Linked DNA regions of Mus musculus: region 1 is linked to region 2. A link is a contact called in public Hi-C data. All regions are on one chromosome and are shown on one strand. The core of a region is the stretch at or near the end of the contact, and the rest is flanking DNA. Distances in the headings are between cores, read along the strand shown.

Region 1 (4,597 bases), core at 407-2,906, 3.0 Mb after region 2:
TTTGAGATATGGTCTCACTCTTCAGCCCAGACCAGTCTGGAATGCACTCTGTAGCCCAGGTTGGCCTCAGATTCATGGCAGTTCTTTTCCCTCAGCTTCCCACATGGGGCTTACAAGTGGGGGCCACTGTCCCTGCTTCCAGGATGAATCTGTTTTGTACCCACATCTTTTTTTTTCTTTTCATTTTTTGAGACAGGTTTTCTCTGTGTAGCCCTGGCTGTCCTGGAACTTACTCTGTAGACCAGGCTGGCCTCGAACTCAGAAATCTGCCTGCCTCTGCCTCCGAAGTGCTGGGATTAAAAGAAGACCTTTGCCACCGCACCTGGCCTCCTTTTTCTTTTTGTGGTTAACTTTTTACTTGGTGTAGACTCTTCTGATGAGCAGTGTGAGCAGCGTGAGCAGAGTGTGAGGGACTCACTTTATTTTCCTGAGAAACCATACTTGCCTGTCATGGCGAGTGCTCACTGCTCTATCCTTCCTGAAGTTTGTGATTTTATTTTTATCACGGAAGTTTTACTCCTAGGAGACATTCTAGGCTGTTCTCCAGGCTTATCTCTTCTTCAGTCAACATGCCATCATGTTCATCACCAGACTCAAACTTCTCTCTTCTGTCTGACACAGTAGTTCTCATTTTCAAAAAGCATTTTGTTATAGTTAAGGATTCATTTGCACAGATGAAATTCAGTTCAAGTGGCGTGTTTACTTATTCAGCCCTCCATCAATTACAGTGTTGTATCTCTGGTCTCTTTTATACAGGAGCTGATTAACTTGTTAGCAATTGTTGCCTAAGGAACTTACTGTACTGTGGAATACTCTTTAAAACTATACTTTGGAAGGTATCTCTGATGGAAATGATGAGAAAACTAACTTCAATTTCTGCTGTTTGAAGAGTGGGTGCCTGTGAGATTGGAGCGCTTGGACAAAGTGGCTCCTCCTGCCGGCCAGCCCTTCGGAACCACCTGATACTTGACTGTGTATGAAATACTTCAGTTTTGCTTTAAATACTGGCAGCAAGTGCTAGCGTTCGGGGTTGGGGATTTAGCTCAGTGGTAGAGCGCTTGCCTAGCAAGCGCAAGGCCCTGGGTTCGGTCCTCAGCTCTGGAAAAAAAAAAAAAAAAAAAAAAAGACAAAATAACAAAAAGACCAAAAAAAAACAAGGTAACTGGCACACACAACCTTTTTCATTTTCAAAGACCCCCCCCCAAGGGCATTTTCATGTCTGGGGGCAATATTTATTATCTGCCCTTTAGGATATCGCAGTATCAAATCGTTTCCAGCCCTCAGGGAGGGTCCGGTGCAGTGTACAGATGCGGTGATTGACAGTCCGGTGACAGCAGAGGATGCCGGATACTCCTCCCTCCTTGAAGCCTGCCCCTTGGGCCCTTCCTCCATTTCCTGGGAACGCCCCTGTGCCAGATCTTTGGTAACTTTTCTCATTTCTTTAAGACCCACGTTTGTGAATTCGGTCCCATCTGTTTGGATTTTGAAAATAAAAGCAGGGTTCGTCTGGACACCGCGAGCGACCCAGACGACGTGCCCCAAGCGACCTGACCCGCCCCACCCACCACGGAGCGAGCGGTACCAAGGAGGAGGAGCAAGGCTTCCCTCGGGCTAGCCCCGCCCATGTAGCATCTACCCATGCGCAGTGGGATGGGCTTTTTTTTTTTTTTTGGCTTCTTTAGCTTGCCGTCCTTACCCGCCCTGCTCCGCGCGGCATACACGGAAGTGTCTTCTTCATTCTGACAATCCGGGCGTTTGTGATCGCGTCTCGCCAGTTGGCGATTACTACACAGAATGAAAGGAATGCGAGGGCCGGGGGAGAGCCGAGACACCGCCATGGCCGTGGAGCAGGACATATTTGACGCCGTCGTGATGGCGGATGAGAGGTGGGCAGAGAGACCCGGCTCCGCCCCGCCCCGGCAGCTGCTGGGCAGTCCTCGGGGATACCCGCCTTCGCCATCTGCGAGCTGCCACTTTTTCTTGTCCTTTAATTGCCGCACATACGGCGGTATTCATGGGTCTGCTGATGGATATGTCGGGCAGGCCCCTTTGGATCCTGAAAAGTCCCCAGGGAACGCCTGGGCGGGACGGTGGCCCAGGTCATCTTGGCCTCTCCAGGCTGGCTGCTCATTGTGGGTTGGGTACCTCCCCGGGTGACTGCTCAGGCTCGGTTTAGGGAGTCGGGTCCTGGCAGATGCCCACGCCCCCAAATGGGGAGCTGTTCACTGCCTCACATGGGGGCTTCCAGAACATTCCTTCAACAGCGCCGGCAGCAATTTATTGCCAGTTTGAGGGTTGAACTCTTAGACACAATAATACCCACCTACCCAGAGCATCCCAGTGGTGGCATACTGTCTTGATCTTGGGGACATTTTCTGTACCTCTACAGAGGTGTGAGGAGTCCTGGGTGCTTGGAGTGTTTTAGAAACAAACAGGTTGAGTTATGATGGCATGTAGGCTCAGATGCACCTACCCTCACACCTACATTTTCAAAAGTAGATTCCTAGTGTGTTCCGAGCTTGCTTGAGTTTGTATCTTTACATTTTCCTTGTGGGTTCTGGTGCTCGGCTGGGTTTGGTAGTCATCTGTGTAGCCTACCTACAGTTACAGATGATAACCTGGCTTTCTAGGGGTTGGGGCTGTAGTTCAGTTAGTAGAGTGTTTGCCACAGAATGTAGCCCATATGTATCAGGGCTCCTCTTGGAGATGGTGGCACACACCTGTAATCTCAGCATTCAAGAGCTAGAGGCAGGGCTGCTTGAATTGGAGGCCAGCCTTGGCTGCACAGTGAGATACTGCCTCAAAAATGGGACTAATGGGCACAGTAATGGGCCAGGGTGTAGAAGAGCTAGACCTAGAAGCTGTATTCTGTGACTTGAGTTTTAAGCTTTTCCTACTACCCAGACTGCTGGGTCCAGTGGGATCTGGATAATACAAGGCAGGAAGAGGTATCTTGCCTGATGATGTGTGTTTCTTTATCACAGATTCCATGGGGAGGGATATCAGGAAGGCTATGAAGAAGGCAGTAGCTTGGGGATCGTTGAAGGAAAGCGGTATGGCATGGTACATGGAGCCAAGATTGGGTCTGAGGTAAGTGAGAGGGCTGCCTAGAAGTGACTTCATAGATGAGTGTGGTGGTCCTTACCTGTCATCCCAACAGTCAGGGAACTCTAGGCAAGCCTCAGCTAGATAGTGAGATCCTGTCTCCAAAAACCAGGCTGGGGAAGTGGCTCAACAGCAGAGCATGCACCAGCATGCATAAGGCCATGGCTTTGAAACAGTGCCTTGAGGAGAAGAACAAAGGCATTGAACTTTTCCTCACAGCATCTTGCCTTTTCCCCACTACAAGGCCTTTGGTGTGGATTCATCGCCCAGACAGAAAATCCTTAGCACAGAGTCACCAAAGTTGGTTATGGAGTAGCACAGCGCTGTCTCATATCTTTAGCCAGTTCCGGCCTCACCCAGATGTGTGCCATGTTCACTGTGACATCCCATAGGCTCCACAGTTTTTCTTCCCTTGTCTTTGTCCTTGCTTAGCTCCCTCTTCCAGATCCCTGATCCTGACTGGCAGAAGAGGTCATGATAGTGTCAGATACCTGATGCCACAAAGCAGGTCCCTACAGATCTATGGGTCTCTGAAGTAACAATCTTTGGTTATGTCACACAGTACCTAGGGTCAGAAGAAGCCATGTGTCAGAAGGGCTCCAGTCTAATCCGAAGGTCTGGCTGGGCCAGGGATCTATCCCTAAGATAGCACACCATCTAATTGATATCCTCTGCTCAGGTGTCCTCATGACACTCCAAAGCAAGTAGCCTGTGAGAGCAAGGCACAGTGGCATTGCTTTTTCTAGCCAGTCTGAGAAACTAGACCGAGAAGCTGAGCACTCTGCTTTCCTCTGTAGTTTATACACAGACCCTGGACGAGGACCGGGTGCCAGCTACAGTATGTATATAGAGGAGGCATTCCCAATGTTAGCATGGTGCCTGGCTGCCCCACTGGGGCTTTCTGCATACAGTTTCCATTGCCCCAAACTTACAGCTTCCAGAATGGCTGAAGGAGCAGTGTGGTAGCCCTCTGCCAAGGCCTGTGCTTTGAGATCTTGGCAGTTGGTGTGGTGTGGCTGAGTGCTTACCGCCTTCACTCTGGGCTGCTTTTCAATTCACAGATTGGATGCTACCGGGGTTTTGCTCTTGCATGGAAGTGTCTCCTACACAGTGGCGCTGGTGAAAAAGACAGGTAAGGCTGGGGCTCGCTATCTCCTTTCCCTCTCAGCCTCTCATCAGCAAACTGTCTGTGCAATGGCCAGGAGGAACTCTGAGTGTCCTCATGTGTGCACAGTTATCGTGCATTATCAGTTCTATATCTCAGCTGTGACACACAGAAAGTTATAATGGCCACCTGGACTGTTGTTATTCAAAGAATAATAAACAAAATATGCCAGGCACCTCATAGGTACTCGATGAGCACTGGATGATGTCACACCTCAGGTAGTGTCAGAGTGATCCTACCTTGCTGTTTTTCTCACCTGGGCTTCTGACACACAGACTGCAATAGTGTCAGTGGAATGAGGCCTCAGAAATGCTGGCTCTGCCAAGG
Region 2 (4,601 bases), core at 288-2,787:
CCACTCTCCTTGGCCATGTGTCCACTTGGCAGGGGATATGAAAAGGGCAAAGCTCTGTCTCCCTTTCTCCTCTGGCAGCCACCATCAATCTTCTATAGTTTGCTGAGACACCGTGAGGATGAAGAAGGGTTGATGAACATGAAAGTAACTCCAACATTGGAAATCTCCATCCAAGTTTGACAGTGGCTCAGGAGATCTGGCTTCAAAGCCCTCCTAAAAAGCATCTAACAAGCCTGAGGCTTTCTTCAAAGTCAGGAAATCAGTAATCTATCCCAAGGAGTTACCTGTTACACACACACACACACACACACACACACACACACACACGCACACACACACACACAATCAACACCAAGCTGTCAGGGTGAAAAAACTCTGGGAAACCACAGGCTTTGCAGGCACACTCAATATTAACTTCAGGGGAAAAGGCACTGAGGTGCTGATCAGAACAATGTTCTACTCCACACAGCCACAGTTGGCTAACAACATCCCACCCACACCAGTCTCAGGGAGCTACTGGGAGGCCATACACACTAGGGGAGGTGAGACAGGTAGTATAATAGAACCCAAGACAATCCTGAAGAGACAACCCTGTTGGGTCTTCCAAGTTCTCTGCTCCCCTCTCCTCGTTTATAAATGAAGAAATTGAGGCTTGAAAAGGTAGCCACTAACTAAGCTCAAGAGGTAGTACCCTATTTTCTATAGATGTTAGGGAGAAGAGGAAACTGTCACAAGTAAGGACAGACTACAAAGTGGGATCTTTCACCATTTCTGAAACCAAGGAGACCAGGTTATCTCTCTCCTTTGGGGGACCAAAGGTGTCCGACTCCACTCCTCTGAGAGACGGGGAACCAAGGCACCTCTCAGTTTGGGAAATTAATGTAGTCAGTACCACTCTCAATCTGGGAGACCAAGAGTCAGGGCTTGTGTCCATCTGGGAGACCAAGCAGGTGATAGATCTGAGAACGTAAGGGGTTCAGGGCCCTTTCTATCTGAGGAACTAAGGGAAGTCGGGGTCCCACTCCATCTGGGGACCAATGGGGTAAGGTTTCTTCTGTGTAGAGGAACCCTATTCAGGGCCTCCACCCAGGAGGACCACGGGAGTCAGGATCCCTCTCCATGAAGGAGGCCAGGAGCTTCAGGGCCCGTGGGCATCTGGGGAACCATCAAATTCTGCCTTCCTCCACCCCAGATGTCCGATAGACGAGAGTCGCTGCTCCGGGTGGGTACCCGAAGGTAGGACCCGCGAAGCCCCGGGACGGAAGAGCAACCCGCGAGGGGCCCCGTAAAAGACTGAGGAGTCCGACCCCAGGCTCCACTGCCCCAGCCAGGCTCTGGCCCAGAGCACTCACCGGCCCGCGCTGCGTGCTGACGGTGGTCGCCATGGTGCTGCGGCGGCCCTCTGCCTCGCCAACTGCACAGAGACCCGCCGGGAGAGCTCTTCCGCTCCCACCACAAGCTGCGTCGCCGACCGTTGTCCCGCGAGGCAATCGGCTCTTCAGTCAGCTGACAGTCGCCCCGCCCCGCCCCACCCCGGCGTTCCCAAAGCACAGAGCTTGGCAATAGCTGGCCCCGCCCCTTCCGGCTAATCCGCGCACGCGTGTTCCGACCTCAGGGGGAAATGGGTCTCCCGTACACGCCTGCGCAGTGGCTCCCTTCGGGCGCTCAGCAGCCCGTTAAAATGGCTGTCAGACTGTTTGCGCATGCCTAAACCTGAACACTCTCCTGCGGGCAGAAGCCTGCTCACCCAGTCGCATACACCTAGAACAGGGACGCACATCTCAATTCGGTCGAGTTGCCACAGCGTCTAGTCACCTAACTGGAGATAGCTGTGATACCACCGCTTGCAGGTGCGTGATCCGCTTGGAGAAAACTGAGGTTTGGCTGCCTGAGCGAAAAAAAAAACAGATGGCAGTAGAACCAGCTACCCTCAAGCTCTTGAATTACCTCAAAATTCTGTGGGAGGGAGAACATTTATATTTAAATTTTAAAAGAAGAAACCAAGCTGAAGGAGAGACAAGAGTGGGACGGAAAACTTCCACCAGCCTTGGATTTGCTAAATGAATGGAGAGATGAAGATCTGTCCCTAGGAAACCCGGGCCACCCACTCTTGCCTTTTCAGAGCACTCTCTTCAGAAGAATACTTGGCCAGATAGAACCAGGGTAGTTCCTATAAGGAGTTTACCCTATGGTGGTCACCAGTCTGTAGGTCCCCTTTTACTTGTGCGGCAATAGACTTGGTACTGTCTAGGAGTACCAAGAACATTTCCTCACTCACACCATGTTCTCTTGTGTTCCTTTCATCTTTAAGATTACATCTTCCAACTCTAGTGACAGTCTCTACCTTGGCATAACATGGGACTGCATCTGGGCTCTGTTCCTGGACACTGATCTATATCCAGTTCTCACCGGTCTCTAGCTCCTGTTGCCCAAACTGTCATCTCTATGCTGATAAAGCTAAGACACAAAAGACTATCCATTGTGGCAGACAGAGTTTTAAAGAGACCCCTGATCTCTCCTGGTGTCCACATCCCTGCTCAATCCTTTCTTCTTGGTTATAGACAAAACCTGTGACTTGTGTCTAAACATGCAGCAGACAACCTGTTGTATAAAATTATATCTGGATAGCACAATAGGATCCCCTTGTGACTAAGACCACACATATGGCCTCTGATGAATCCCAAATCCTTCAGTACTAAGCAGTTTAAAAAAGACACACACCACCACCAACAACACCAAGGGGGAATTGTTCCCAAGAAAAAACTTTATCTCATAAAATGCTTCAGTACGTTCCTGAAATCAGTTCAAGCCCTGGCACAGTCTGTCAGAGCAGAACCACAGCATTTGTTCTTCCTTGACTTAAAGCTCTCTCATGGTGGGGATCACGTGGCTGGACATAATCTTACTTGTTTCTACTAGATTTGCAGCAGATAGAAACTCTGGTATAGGTGGACTATGATAAAATTCACCTAGGTTACTTTGCAGAAACTTGAAAACTAGCTCTGCTGCTAGTACTGACTCCACTCAGCAGAGAGGTTATGGGTAACAGAAAATGGATGAAAGGCTTAGCATCTCTGTGTTCATCATCTTGTATTTGTCCCCTTTGTTGCCTTCACTCTTGACTCGGATTTGTAGTGCTTTTCTATTGATGGGATAAGACCAAGGTAACTTACAGAAGAGTTTAATTTAGACTTATGGTTTCAGAAGGTTAGAGTCCATGATGGTGGAGCAGAGATAGCAGGTGGCTGGAGCAACCACTGAGAGGCAAGCAGGAGACAGAGACATATTAGGATTGGGATCAGTCTTTTGAAACCTCAAAGTCTTTCCCTAGTGACATACCTCCTCCAACAAGGCCACACCTCCTAACCCTTCTCAAATACACCACTGAGGATCAATTAATCCAATGTGAGCCTATGGGCTCAACTGCCACAAGATGCTACTCAACTCTGTATGGAGACACACAGAAACTCTGAGAAATGTGTTGTTGCTGGGTACAGTGGCACATATCTATAATCCCGATCATTAGGAGGCTGAGATGGGAGCAGGACTGGGAAATTGAGGCCAGCCTGGTCTACAAACCAAAGGGTGAAAAGCAGTTATGTCCAAGACCACAGGGCTAACTTGGACATTGGAGCAGGTATGTGCTTCCTCTTGCCAAGCATAGTGACTTAATTATCTGAGGTTCTATGACCTTTTAAGGCTCAGACCAAATCACAAGGCCAGGATGTTTAAGCAAGACACTGATACCAGTTCTAAACGTAACTTAAAATTTCCTAGATTAAATCAACTAAGTAAATTCGAAGGCCAGAATACTTTTTCACAAGAAGGAAAACATGCCCATGGACATCGAAAAATTACCAAACTTTAGTCTTTCCCAGGAAAAACAATCAATAAAAGCCTGCTGCCACTTTAGTTGAGTGAGCAGCCTGGTCACCTCTTCAACTGGCATTAAGTCCCTCTGCTCATGAGTTGAAGTCTCAACAAAGCTTTGCCCATGTTGTCCATCATACAGGGTTTGGTCCTATTTCTTTTGTTAGATCCAATCATCTGATAACTGGTAGTAGTCAAAACGCAGGCTAGAGAGATGGCTCAGTGGTTAAAAGCACTGACTGCTCTTCCAGAGGTCCTGAGTTCAGTTTCCAGCAACCACATGGTGGCTCACAACCATCTGTAATGGGATCTAATGCCCTTTTCTGGTGTGTCTGAAGAGAGCTACAGTGTTCTCACATACATAAAATAAATAATTCTTTAAAAGAAAAAAAAAGATTGTCAAAACCCATCTTGTACTTGTGATCTGTGCGTTGTCATGTATACAACTTTTACCTCAATAATTTTAAAAGTGACAAAACACCTCCTATGTATCTGGCAGGGTTGCTAATCTCAATGTATTAAAAAGCTTGACAAATTTATAAGAAAAAAGAGTAAAAACTAAAAGAAGAAAGAAAGAAGTTGGAAGTAACATGATTGTCCACATACCCATTGTTGTGAAATACTCCCCGTGAGCTCATGTGCTTAAAACATTAATCCCAGCACACGGGAGGCGGAGGCAGGCGCATTTCTGAGTTCGAGGCCAGCCTGGTCTATAAAGTGAGTTCCAGGAC

Evidence for each region. Hi-C and Micro-C count contacts between places; a contact is called where the count stands out from the background.
Region 1: a contact with region 2 is called in a Hi-C map of CD4 T cells, with 4 times the contacts expected there. The contact joins the promoter of LTO1 here to the promoter of Tollip in region 2. A contact is called at or near these places in 1 of 39 promoter capture datasets (pre-B cells) and 1 of 484 Hi-C or Micro-C datasets (CD4 T cells).

What each region holds. Positions count from the first base shown.
Region 1 is chr7:144,913,444-144,918,040 of GRCm38.p6, forward strand. LTO1 (ABCE maturation factor) reads left to right here and starts at 1,657. Exons shown (of 4, transcript NM_001357869.1): 1 at 1,657-1,886; 2 at 2,985-3,090; 3 at 4,167-4,237. The coding sequence starts at 1,795. Bc1 (brain cytoplasmic RNA 1) reads left to right here and starts at 1,027. Exons shown (of 1, transcript NR_038088.1): 1 at 1,027-1,180.
Region 2 is chr7:141,900,924-141,905,524 of GRCm38.p6, forward strand. Tollip (toll interacting protein) reads right to left here and starts at 1,538. Exons shown (of 6, transcript NM_023764.4): 1 at 1,353-1,538. The coding sequence starts at 1,385.